Regions from separate parts of the Bicyclus anynana genome. Here region 2 is linked to region 1. A link is a contact called in public Hi-C data. All regions are on one chromosome and are shown on one strand. Each heading gives the region's core, a stretch centred on a gene start, on an enhancer-like site or on the middle of the called end of the contact. The rest is flanking DNA. Distances are from core to core; before and after follow the strand shown. Region 1 holds the start of LOC112049145 (40S ribosomal protein S16). Region 2 holds the start of LOC112051357 (cleavage and polyadenylation specificity factor subunit 6).

What was found. A called contact is a pair of places that touch in the nucleus more often than the background predicts.
Region 2: a Hi-C map of whole body shows a contact between it and region 1, with 7 times the contacts expected there. The contact joins the promoter of LOC112051357 here to the promoter of LOC112049145 in region 1. A contact is called at or near these places in 2 of 2 Hi-C or Micro-C datasets (whole body and whole larva).

What each region holds. Positions count from the first base shown.
Region 1 is chr23:12,245,110-12,252,240 of ilBicAnyn1.1, forward strand. LOC112049145 (40S ribosomal protein S16) reads right to left here and starts at 2,655. Exons shown (of 5, transcript XM_024086945.2): 1 at 2,548-2,655; 2 at 2,412-2,456; 3 at 1,443-1,574; 4 at 92-206. The coding sequence starts at 2,565. LOC112049150 reads left to right here and starts at 2,934. Exons shown (of 9, transcript XM_024086950.2): 1 at 2,934-3,186.
Region 2 is chr23:12,563,103-12,570,233 of ilBicAnyn1.1, forward strand. It overlaps LOC112051357 (cleavage and polyadenylation specificity factor subunit 6), which reads left to right and starts at 3,113. Exons shown (of 14, transcript XM_024089964.2): 1 at 3,113-3,269; 2 at 3,367-3,570. The coding sequence starts at 3,165. LOC112049154 (ubiquitin-like protein 3) reads right to left here and starts at 1,800. Exons shown (of 4, transcript XM_052888586.1): 1 at 1,422-1,800. The coding sequence starts at 1,451.

The DNA of each region.
Region 1 (7,131 bases), core at 1,405-3,904:
CCACGCGGGTAAAACCGCGCGGCGTCAGCTAGTGTCATTATAAACAGATTCCACTGTTCATTAGTTTGGTGTAACAATATGAAAAACTTACATTTTTGATAAAAGGCAATAAGAGCCTTGGAGATAGCTTGTCTGATAGCATACACCTGTGCTACATGACCGCCACCCTTCACTGTCACTCTGATGTCGACGCCGGAGAACTTTTCCTGGAAAACAAAAACTTGCTTAAAAAAAATAAACTATTAACAATTTTGGAATATCAAGTTATAATTAAATCAGATTCTGTGTTAACTTCACATCTTTAAGATACTCAGGTTCGGAATAAGTATTATTCATCATTTTTATTTAATTAGATAATTGTAATTTTGTTTACTTAATTTACAGTAAAATAAAGCTTGCAGGCAATGGGATTCAATTTATAAAAAAATTAAACAATACACTATTTCTACATAACACAAAGGATGATTAATTGATTAGCTACCTACTATGATGTTGTTTGTAAGCCCTCAATAAAATAAAATACTATGTCTCATACATGGTGTGCACAAGGTTTTTAACTAACGTAAGCAGTATTCATACAAATCTTACAAAATAGAAAATTCCTTCTCCCTTCCAAGGCATTACATTTATCTACGCAATGAAAGTAATCAAAGTTGCCATTGGTCACATAAAATATGGTTCAATCCAGTAGTTGTGCAACCAAGTAACCACAAAGAAGGACAACCTGCTCTGGTGTAATATAAATTAAAAAATTGTATTAAGTATTAATTAGGCAGACCAACTAAAAGGTGGGCTGATGACATCATTATCAAAACAGGGCGAGAATGGATGTCTCTCGCAAAAGATAGAGATTACTGGAAGAAGAAAGAGGAGGCCTTCACCCAAATGGGATCCACATCACAAGAAGATAACTAACCATACTAACATTAGAATTAATATATAGATATAATTATAATTTAAACTAACACACCTAACAAACGTTTGAAATGTAAATTGATGTGGAAATAAAAGGCTTTATTATTATTATATTATTATTATTATTAATTAGCAGTCAGAGATAAAAGACTATTTATATTTTTTATTCCCACAAGAACCTGAACTAACTACTATGGGTGACGCAGGACGTCTGTTAGTAAAAATAAACACAATACAACATTACATTTAAAACACTACTTCTCAATGTATTATGATGCTAATAACAAAAAACATACATATACTTTATTTTCCAAGAATAATATATTATTATTATTATTGGTTAAGTGCTCATTTAATGATAAATCTTATGAAAACATGCTATAAAAAAATAGAACAACTGAGCAAACTAAAAATGTGCAGTCAACAGACAACATGCAGAATTGTTAATTTATATTGTTAGTGTTACATATAAACATAGATATAAACAGTGAAATGTAAATAGTTATGTTGAAAGTATAAAATTTTACCTTGCCGAGCAATAGGATGGGTTCCTGCAATTTGTACTGGAGCAGTCGAGGCTCCACTAAGTCCAGCGGGCGGCCATTTACTCGGAGTACACCGTGACCACGCTTGCAGTATGCTACTGCTGTTGCTGTTTTCTGTAATCGGAAAGATATTCAATTGAGCATATTGCATTAAAATAACAACATATCATAATTAGATATTATTATTGTGAAGACATGAGACTACATGTGAGATGTGATTATTTTATTAAAGTTAGGCTGCTCTGAGTTTGCGTTTCTGATAGGTCATGATCAATCATTACTACAAAGACGAGACAAAATAATGAGGCAATTAAAATTGAATATGTTTGTACCTTTTGATTGCGTCCTGCCAGAAACACACTCTGAGAGGCCAGACTTTACCCTCTTAATTTTTCGGCTATAGTAAGCCGAGAAAAGTTCAAGAAATTATTAGCTTTTATATGCAAAAACCTGACAAATAAGTTTTAAACATCCATGTTTTAACCAAGATATGTCACAAATAGTGAAAATTTTATAATTTGCTTTTCCAATAAACCAATAACTAAATCAAACTCAAAGAAAGCGAGTTTTGTTTAGTTGTAAATACGATTCATTTTCTAAAATTGTGAAGGCCAATTTCCAATTTTTGATTCATATTTTGAACTGTCTCCGAAATACTTTACCGACTACTGAAAATATTTGATTTTGGACTACTGGTACAACAAAAGGGGATTAGGGAGAGTAGGTTCATTTTGTTAGTAGTGAATCCGTTATAGGTTATACAAACGCAAGCGGCAAACAGAAAAGGCCATCCACAATTTATCGAAATAAGATAGGTAAACTTGTGTAGAGCGGTATAATTTTACTTATAAACAAGTGTTACGATGAATAATTAGTAAGTTTTTGTATGAAATATACTTGAAAATATCACGATTTCCACCCAAACACGTGGAAGATCATTTTGAAACTCACCTTACGGCCGAACACCTGGACGGCTTGAGTTGGTTCACGCCTCGCCTGAAAGCACCAAAAATAATGTATTTTGTGATATTTGCTTGATTTATTTCGTTAAAAACCACAATTTTTCACAACAATACCAAGCACGCACCTCTTGCACGGCAGCCATTTTGACAGAAAAAGAATGATGTCAACCAAAGACAAGTTATCATATAAAGTTTGAATGAATGAACGAGAAATTTATAAAAAATATAATTTCGATTATTTGTTGCTTTTATTTGTTTTGAATTATTAAACAATTTAATGTAAAATTTATGTGTAAAAATTACAGTACAGTAGTGTACAGATATAAAATAATTTACTTTCAAAATATTTTGTTTTAATATTCAGCGCCATCTTGCAGTTAGTAGCAACTTCATATCATCACTATTTCAGAACGACAATAGATGGCGCTAATGCATTTATTTAAATTCTTTTCCATAGATGTCAGCACTTAGAAACATTAATCATGCGATGACTCAATTCATGCGGCACGCCGCATTGTTTTGTATTCTTGGTACGTAATCGCGGGAGTGGAGTTGTGCGTTATGCGCACCGGTAGTGTTCATGTTGTACAATGCAAATACGTGATTCCCGCGCGAGTGTTTTAGAATTTCAACAAAACAGTGTGAATCAAAATTACTGAGAGAAAATTGTGTTTTACTGTTTATATGATGGACTTATGTGATACATGCTTAAAAAAATAAATATTTTGGATTTCCCTTGTGACAGTTTTAAAGAATATTTGAAGGTAAGTGAAAATTTATTCACGTTTTATAATCACATTAAAATTATTATCAACTAGCAACAAGTTCAGGGAATATATTAATACTAGCGGACGCCCGCGACTTCGTCCGCGTAACCCCTACCCTACCCTACCCAAACCCTACATCTACCCTATCCCTACCCTACCCTTATATACCTTACCTACACCCTACCCCCATCCTACCCCTACCCTCCCCGTACACTATCCCTTTCCTACCCCTATCCCACCCGTACCCCTATCTCACGCCTATCCTACCCCTACCCTACCACTTCCCTATCCTACCCGTACCTCTACCCTACCACTACCCTACCTCTGCCCCTACCCTACCACTACCCTAAACCCGGCCCTAAACCTACCCTACCCCTACGCTTCCCTACCCGTACCCTACCCTACCCTGTAACTTCTCTATCTTACTCCTACCCTTAGCAAAATCGGTCCAGTCCTTCGAGAGTGGTGGTATGACCAAGAGAAATAGAGACTTCTATGCTGATAATATAAAGAGGTAAAGTTCGTGTGGTTGTAGGAGGTAATCTCTGGATCTACTGGACCGATTTGGAAAATTGTTTTACCAATAGAAAGCTACGTTATTTGCGAGTGTCATAAGCTATGTTTGATCCCCATATTCACACGGGAACGGGAAATACGTAAATGAAAGCGCCGGGCGTCATTTAGCGGAATTTCCGCGTCTTTTAGAAATTTTGTATTATATCCGAAACTATTTAAGTAATTAACATACTGTAAAGGGCAAATCTTATCTCCATAATATCCTTGTGATTATTAAATAATTTATTTTAATAAGGATTAAAGTTTAGTTGTATAAATAATGACGTAAACCTAAGTATATAAAATTAATAATTTTTAAAATACAAAAGGTACTATATCTGCTAATATATAGAAGATAGATATATGGTGTCGCGGACTTTTTTGTAGAACTTTTAAAGATACATAAAGTCTCCATACATTAATTTCAATTTTACACAATAGTTAAGGCAGCGCATGCGAATAAGTCTGTTTAAGAGGATTTTCAGTCCGACCTGTACGACAAAAACGGTGATAACTCGGCTAATATATATGATACCAATATAAAATATAGCCTATAGCACTCCCCGATAATGAAGCATTCTACTGGTGAAAGAATTTTTAAAATCGGACCAGTAGTTCCGAAGATTACCCCATTTAAAAAATGTGACAAACTTACAAACTTACAAACTTTACCTCTTTATAATATTAGTATAGATTGTAAAAAATACCACGAGAAAATGTTTCAGTAAAAACTGAGTGTAAAAACCTATTATGATTTTAGTGTGCAGAGTCCATGACTAATATAAATTACATACCTACCTCCATATTAATCGTTATTTTGTATGTAACTAAAACAATTAGGTAATTAATACGTACCTAACTCACGTCAATCTCTATAGCTAAACACATTGTTCAATTCAAGCTACATTAAGTTATCATCGTTTAGAAGAGTTCGACGTCTTAACTTTAAGATTAAAAATCCTGAGGAGACGAGTCATAAAAACCTAAATGATTCATGGAATGAAGGAATGCAACCGGTTGACACTTACTTAGTAGGTACAATAAGAAGCTTATGGAAATAATTATTATACTTACCTAGGCTAGGTACCTATGTGGCTTCGGATTTGGAGGACCTGAGTTCGAGTCTCGAGTTTACCGAATTATTAAATACCTATTGACAACGATATTTTATACAATAGACGTGTTACGTGCCTACAAAATCACTGCATAAAGTGATCCCAATTTTGCTACATTTGCCACATGCAGCGCACACATGCATAATATTTTTGAGTATAATTCCATGAAACCTATTATAACCATAGGTTGATAATCTAGGCATAAATCATATCACAGTTAAAAAAAAACTTAAATTATAAGTTATTATAAATTTATTTAAAGAATAAATTTTTATATTTCTAATTATAATTCCCATAACCAATCCTATTAACATACCATAAATTATGTTTAAACCATTTTGTAACTAAATATTGAATAAATATTGTATACAATATTTAAGTAAGTACCTACCTATTATTTGTATAAATAAATTTCGTTGTTTATTATGCGACTCCTTGAAATTAAGACAAATAGCCGCTTTTGTTCGCCTCAGTATTGACGAGCTAGTAGCATAGGTATCTCTTTTATAAAATCTTTGCCTTTCTGTATTCTAAGATAGTCTCAGATAAGTAGTAAAAATCACTCCTGGAGTTGAAAAATGAGTGGTCCTAATATGCCCGTGCCTCGGAGAGCACGTAAAGCCGTCTCTCCCGCTCATTATCATTAACATCTGAAATGGTCGTTACAAATCCAAACATTACCAAAGCTCGCCAACACTTATTGGAGATGGACTGATGAAGACTAATAATCATCAACATCACGATTCTATTCAAGCTTAAGTTAGCCACTAACCATCCATTCACGTGCCTGCAGCGCTAACAGCAGGACATCCGATGCAAGATCATGAGCTTATTGGATGGTCAGTGGCTAGCTTTAGATCCACGCTGTATATTTAAAACTAGCGAGCGCTCGCGACTCCGTTCGCGTGAAATTCAGTTTTTTTTGAGTGGATTTGGATGTTAATGAATTTATTTTTTCAGGATAAAAAGTACTTATATTGTACTCCAAAATCCAACTTATCTCTAAAGCAAATTTCATCCAAATCGGTCCAATGGTATCAGACAGATAGACAGACTTGCTTGGTATTTATAATATTAGTATGGATGTAAGCAGCAGTTTTACGCCTATATAGCGTGCGTGCCATTTTTTATCGAAGCCAACAGCGTGGAAGGTTTATCGGTCGCACCGTTTGTTGACCGACTGGCGCTGGATAGGGCTTCCTGTGTATTAAAAAGGCCGGCTAATCCATTTAGGCTTTAACTAGGCCTCGCCTGCCTATTATATTTGTATTGATCACTTTGCTTTGCAAGGGTCTGCGCACATTATACCTACTTTAGCCGCTGGAAGGGCCTGGCCACATGAGCGATTTTGTCCTTGTGGACCAGGTTTTTGTGACATTTTTTTAACCCCCGATGCAGAAAGATGGGTGTTATACTTAAGTCTGTCTGTCTGTTAAAAAAAACGGCGAATTCAATTTAGTTTTTTTTTTAGTATTATAGGTGCCTTATGTGCCAGTGTTCTTAGACCTGTTAGATGAAAATCGGTTGAGCCGTTTAAAAGTTATGGGGGGTGTGTTGTGGGGAAGAAAAACCGAATGTCTGCAAATATACTTGAGTGGAGTCTCAAATGAATGCGCACTGAAAGAGAATATTGATGACTTGATCGAGAGTGTAGTTAATAATTTCATGACCTACGGAGGTTTTTCAAAATTTTCAATTTTATGTTATTAAATCGATTAAAAGCATACGTATTCTCTCTTATTAACTCATAGGCTCTTGAACTTTTCATCCCGGAAAAATCCATGGTTCACGTGGGAATTGTGAAAAACTGAATTCACTGACAAAGTCGCGGGCGTCCGCTAGTGTCTTATAAAAGAAGTTAAATTTTGTGACAGACTTTTTAAAGGACGTGTGTTTCAAACTTATCTAAATCTCAAAACATTAAACTTTAAAACCTTACTTAGTTTGAAGTTAAGGTAAAGTTTTTCCTTTAACATTTAACCCAATTTTTATTGATAACGCGTCCAACCCATCAAAAGATATGAAGCAATGTGTTAAGTAAACAAACTTATCAACCTTTACCTATAACTTACAATAAAAATAATAAGTTTTAAGTTCTAAACAAATACTGACGTAAGTCGTAACCTACTCGTATGGTGTATCTCTAAAATTGGAACTGCCTATTTTTTTTTAAAGTTTAATAGTAGGTATATTAAATACTGCCTATTTGATCAAGTGTATATGTGGATTTGGATAAAAGTCCTATACTACATTTCTTGATGTGTACTGTTTA
Region 2 (7,131 bases), core at 1,863-4,362, 320 kb after region 1:
GTATTAAAGCTACACCTCAACCAATAGGCTAATACAAAACTTTTTGGCTGTTAGTTTTTGATTTTCACTTCACAGCTATGGAATGCCCTTACAGTGTCAGTTTTTCTTACCACCTACAATGATATCTTCAAGTCAAGAGTGAATAGACACTAGGCAAGCCTTCACCATAGTGTACTGCATACAATAGCAACATCTTTACTTACTTTGTAGTAGTGATTGCAACCCATCACTATTACATACAAACATATTGCCTAGAAACATAAGATCTCTAGCTCTCCCTCAGAAGCTCTAGCTTAGGTGTAAGAAAATCTCTAAAAAAAGAATATAGTTAAATGTAGACTTAGTCATAAGCATCATCGACCATCCAGTACAAATACACAACATTAGGCAAAGATCAAAAAGAAAATCAATATTTCCTTACTTACTATTATTAGTCACATTTATTTTATTTAAAGTACAATTTAATGTCCATTAAGTTCTTTTTGTTTAAACCTTGAATTTCAATCTTTGTTTTAGACACTTCAAATAAATTTTGTTTTAACACATACTTTATTTTTAAGGGCTCTTTCCTTAGTTAGTCATTTTGGAATAATTAAGTATATATAAAATTAATTATCATAATACATATTTTACTTAATTAGTTATTCAATACTAAATGTTAATCTACTTGTATTGTAAGCTGTAACTAGGTAAAATGTGATATTTTTTTTAAAATAGCCAGCCTATTACTGAATCAAGTCCTTAAAGGGAACAGGGAATAGATCATACAACCAATGGCGTGCATAAGGTTATAAATCAGGGTATGCACTAGTAAGAAAAACTAAGCATACTGGGAAAATCTGCATTAACAAGCATTAAGAAAAACATCTCTTAGGGTATGCAGTACTTTAATGCATGCATGAAGACTACTGCATACATTAATATCTTTAGTATGTGAAAAAAAATTGAGCAATTAATTTTATACTATTTAGTGTTGGTACTATGGTTACTATGTTTTAATAAATTGAAATTGGTATGAAATGATACTTATTTTCAAGGACTATTTTGTCTATTTGTAGCTAATTCAAGCCTGAAAAGCTAGTTGATTAAATGATAATCTTCTATTAATTAATCATAATTACGTATATGCCTGTTGTTTTAGTAAATGTATTATTGACATTGAACTGATATTCATAGGATCTGATCTAGGTAATACAAACAAAAGATTGTTTACCTACCTACAAACATCATAAAGGATTTATAGCCAAATCTACATAAATATTGTGTTTCAAGGTTCAGATATTTACTACATTCCAAGTTTAACTGTTACTTAAGTCTTTTTGGCGACCGTCCACGCCTCGCAAGAGAAAGGAGACTACAGTAACAACAAAAAAGTGACCTTTTGTTAACCATAGCAGCGTTAGCTCGAAATTCACACCTACCTTATCTCCTGGAATGTTTTTTGCCGACATGGTGCGTCACCTTCCAGTTCCTCTGCTCGACGTCGTCGTGAGGACGAGTTATCCAAAGAAAGGAGCTCAATGCTGAGGTACCCAGCATACGACACAAATCACTTCACTTTACCAAATCACTTGGCCATCATCACTGACCGAACGTTGCATTAAAGCCACAAACACAATAAACGAGCCATCGTCTGGCGTCGTCATTAACACGATTTCCCATTGAGATTCATCGGTACTAATAATTTTTCATATCACAAGTCACAACACACAAACACAACGAACCGACTGACAGATGCTAGCTTGATTGAGGTTGACGGAAAATGGCGAGTCGCGATCGCGAGGGATGGTTGCTGTCGCCCCTCTCGACCCGCGCATGCCAGGTCGAACCTAAATATTTTTCTATTGCCTACTAGATGGCAGCACATGCCAAAATTCCGTTCTAAAAAATGCATTGTACGCAACATAGATAGCGCTGTATTTTTTGTTTTTTATTACATCGTAAATAAATTATGAAATAAGATATAAAATAACTATTCAAGAGATGGAGAGACTGAGCCATCCTCATTTTCAGAGTTTCCAGTAAAAAGTTCTTTATTTCAGAACTAAATTACTGAGAGAAATGATAGAAATAGATGGATCATTTTTAAATTGCCTCCTAAAATATGAAAAATATGACAAATCCACATCAATCCATAGTTACCAGTAACTTAGATTCATGACAACCCTTTGGATATTTAGGAAAGGGTTATGTGCCTAGCGATTGAGGACATGATTCCTCATGATATCCCGTGGAAAGTTAAAAATAAACGTTTTTTATTTTGACCATTAAATCCAAAGAATATATACTCCAAGTAGAAGAAGTAAATCTGTAGCAAACACGTTGGGCATAGCAGCGACATTATTTTCGCATACGAAATATTATTGAATATTAAAGTCAGCGGCATTTTTAATGGAGTTTTTGATTAAAAATTTTTTGAGAAAAAAATGTTTTTCTAATGTTACTCAAGATCGAACCCAAGTATTATTATATCGTATTTTGATTAAATACGACTAGTCCAAATGACTATGTGAAACTAGTTGAAATTAATGTACGCTTACTGTCTGAAATGTAAAATTGCTGGCCACTGAGTATTTCTGAGTACGACCGTGTCTCTTTAATAATAACTAATAACTAAAAATTAAAATAATAGATGTACGTGTTTTAGCATGTACTCACATATAATAATAATTCGGAACATTTTCTAACTCTATTTATTTCCGCAACCAACATGCATAATCTCCTATGTCCAAAAGTCTTTGTACTGAAGTTGCGGCCCCTTGGTTAAGTAACCCCTCTGTGAAAGTACAGGATCAACTCAATCAAATTGCTCGGATGTTGCACGATTACAAGGTACCCAACCTACATAAAGTCCTTTTTATAAAAGTTGTCCCCCAGACGCGACGCTAATGTCATATTTATCAGTCATTGTCATTTGGTTCTGGCGGTCTTATTGTCATTTGTGTAAGGTGCTGTCAATTTTAGTTTAGGTTTTAGCCACGGGACTTTTTTTTATGAAAAGGACTCTAACTTAATTTTCTCCCAGTCCAGCGAGCACTTGATAAGAGGGCATAGACAAAAGACTAGAGGGCAAACCACAGAGTAGACAGTAGAATACTTTGAAGACTACATCTAAATTACTAATCTGTGGGCACAGATTACAAATACAGAGGCCTAACGCGTCCATGTACAAAATCAATAATCAATTTCATTCAATTCGCAAAATGGCGGACGGAGGCGTGGATATAGATTTGTACGCCGATGATATTGAATCTGATTTTAATAGACAGGTGAGTAATTAAATAGTTTTTGATTTATACGCGATGTTTAGATTACGAGCGGCAACTTTTATTAACATTTATGGTGGATGATCGACGTGCGTTACAGGATGACTTTGGAGGTGAAAATGTGGATTTGTACGACGACGTGATCGCGGCACCGAAGAACGAGGATGGAGATGGGCCACCCAACGCCGGACCACCGCAGCACCCACCGGAGGAAACAAACGGCTCCGTTCCATACCATCACAACGCTCCCAGTCACGGCCATCATGGCCGACGCTTCCAACTTTACGTCGGCAACCTCACTTGGGTTTGTACCTGATTTTCTCTATAGTTTTAGTAATATGTAAATATAGGATGTTATTATGATTATTATTTTTCGTACATCTGTTGCATTAATATGGATTTTAAGGACTGCTATCGTTTGTACGCATATAAAGACAAATTTGGTATTGATTTTTATTAATTTTTAAAACGCAGTTTGGTGTTCTTGATGTTGTTTTAGTTGCCGGTTTTTTGATTGTCTGTTTATTTAAAACAAAAGTCTTACAACTCATAGTATTTCTAGCCCAGAATATCTCTAATCTTATCTATATTTAGCTCAAAACAATGATAGCAGTCCTCTGATTAAGTAACCAAATGAACTCATGTTTTATAAACAAACTTACTGGGTTAGCTATTAAATATATCAAAAAACATCTTACAGCATTTTATTGTTGTTTTGTAACATTTTTTACTTACTATAATTATTATCTGAATAAAAAACAACATACAGCATAAGCGTTGAGACATAGGCCCTTGTTAAAAGAATCAGGTCTGAATTAAGCTTAAAAATTGTGATGTTGATTATTAATTAGAAAAGTTTCATGTAATCAAACTGGCTTTGAAGCTTTTTATTTTTATTTGTCTTTCGTCGTAGGTTTTTATTACTATCTCCAGATTTGACATATTGATATGAACATCTAGTTGGGTCATTGAGATTTTCTCAGTGTATTAACTTGCTATTATAAAAACTTATGCACAGTGTAAAAATAACAACATAGAAAGTTAAAATATAAAATTCATTCCTTTCAACTAGGCTTAGTTTACCAGCACTTTTGAAACACCTCTTTCTACAAACGCTAATGCTTCGAAAAAACCAACTTAATCTATGGGAATGATACATCTGATCGACAACTTAACCTGTTGATAGCAAATGTTCCCATAACTGTTATAAATTTTAACATTTAACGGAGCGTTAACGTTTGTAAAAAGAGAATTGACATTCCAAATGGCTACAGGCCTAGGTTTGTCTTTTTCTGAAAACCACCTAAAGTTTGGAAGGTACTCCTGAGAAGAGCCTCAACTGAACAGTTGCTCTCTTAAAATTATCATTCTTTACAATGTTAAAAATCTAAATTCTTTTGTGAATAAGCTAACCAAAATGCCTTCAGCTTTTTTATTTTACCCTGTGCATAATGTTTTTTAATTAGCAAATTTTCTACTACACTTTAAACAACTTAGTTTTCGTAACAAAATATATTCAGGATGGACTTGGCGCCCACACAGTGGTCCATGGAATGCTATGATATTTGTCTCTCTGACATAATATGCCTAATACTACTACATACTTAAAAATATAATGTTATATAAATAAACTTAAAATCATGCCATCTATAACAAAGAAAATCTATAAAGAATGGTACTTTTCTCATGTCAATATAAGTTCCAATTTTTCTGCTAATCCAAATTTTAAATAATATGTTTTAAAACAGTTTATTTTCCCCCTGTATAAAACATCTTACCATGTCGATGTATTAATATATTATACAACACTTCACAAAATATGTTTATCTGGAAGTTGTGAAAGTAGTTATAAATTAAGGGAATGCAATGTAACAAACTTATCAAGTTGTATAAAAACCAAAACAGATTAAATTAAGTAAAATACTGTCCATTTCTCTTAACATAAATTGTAATTTTATTTGTCAAAGAACATATAATATTTTGTTGATGTCCTCAATGTAGCTCAAATTTTATTGTAAGAATAATAGCTTTTATACAAATAATAATGTATATAATATTCAATGTACATGCTTAATGCAAAGCATTAATAAACTTTCTATTATAAAAAAATGTTACAAGATGTGATATAAAATGATTTAACTATAATTATAGTCATTTGGTTATTTAACACCTATATGAATATCATTGCATTTTGTTACGAATACAAAATGTAGTGGTCAAATTATACTATTTTCTATTGTTTGCCTATATATTTACGACATATGTGCTAAAACAACACTACCCACTTTTATGTAGCAACATTCAGGTAAAGATTTTTATTGTTTTTAAAATATATGTAGAAAATTGAAACAATAAACAGTTAATTATAAAAATAGAATCTATATGAAACATAAACTTGAAGAGTAAATTAACAATTTGAAATATGTTTTCGTTGTCTTTCAGAAATACAAAACTCTGTAATGTTGTTATATAAATTTTTAAGCAAAACCAAGTTCATGAACTAAATTTCTTTAGTTAAGAATAATATCCTTGCATATTATTTTTAAATATCTATTACAAATATTAATTGATTATTGAGTCTGGCATACTCCGACCTTATATCACATGAGTTTTAGCCGTGTTTCATAATCAATTAATATGAATAACACTCTCGATAGTTTAAATTCTATTACAAATAATGAAATTATTTTGTTTTTGTATCTAAAATAAAAGTTATTAATACTGCACTGGACATAGCCCTGGTAAAGTTTGTTAGTGTTTATGAATTGTCTTATATTTGGGGAGTAGAAACAGGTACAATTTTACATGAGGCTCACTGTTACAATGTGTTTAAAAACTATCATAGTTTTTTTTTAGCTATATACAAATCTGTAAGTCAAACTTAAAGGGTCTTTATATAGCAGCTATACTCCCTGTAAAACATTTTAACAGGGGTTGTAAATATTGCATTGCAGTTTTGTTGTAGCAGGCTAAATTAATTTTGTTTAGGTTCATATGTGTAATAAAAAACTAAAAGTTTTATTTCGGCTTATTTCAATGTAAAAAAAAGACTTATAATAATTTATGATTGATAACAATAAAATCATTGGTTCAAGATTCAGTGTAGTTCTTCTAGTTTCTGTTCAAAAGAGAAAGTGTTGTGCTATTTTTATACATACTAATTTAATTTAGAGATTTGTATATGGTAATAATTATATGTGTGCAGTGTTCAACTTAACACACACTTTAGAAATTTACTTGTTTTTGCTACTATATATATAAAAAAGTCAGGTCATCACGGTTGACAAAAATAACATCATAATGGTATATAATTATTAAGAATTTAGTCATATAGCCACTTGCAATATGAGTTGTTCAGATACGAGTACATGTGATTATAGACTACAAGCCCTTGAAAAAAAATTACCTGTGAAATGAACCAACGTGAATAACGCTTCTAAGACTGTTACTATATTAGAAAATACAGCGGTACAGGTGAGTGAGTGAATGGAATATCTCAGGTACAAATGAGGAATTACAACTAATTATTAATGTATGGCTTTCTTATAGCAGTATATGAATAAAAATAAATGTCAAAAATCCTAGTGCCTTACAAAAAGTGCTGGTGCCCAGAATAAGAAAACAGTGCAAATTTTTAATTCCATATTTTTTTTTTTTACACATTTACAGATACTTTACCCGTAAACGCCGTACATATTTCCTTATGATATAAGGTCATTGTAAAATGGCATCATGTTCTAAATTTTATTTAACACGGATAATAATGTTTAATAATTATTATCCGTAAAAATTATAGTCATTATTTGTTTAAATAAATAATTATCGAAATGTACCGCTCAGAAGTGACAGCATAGTGCTCAGAGTT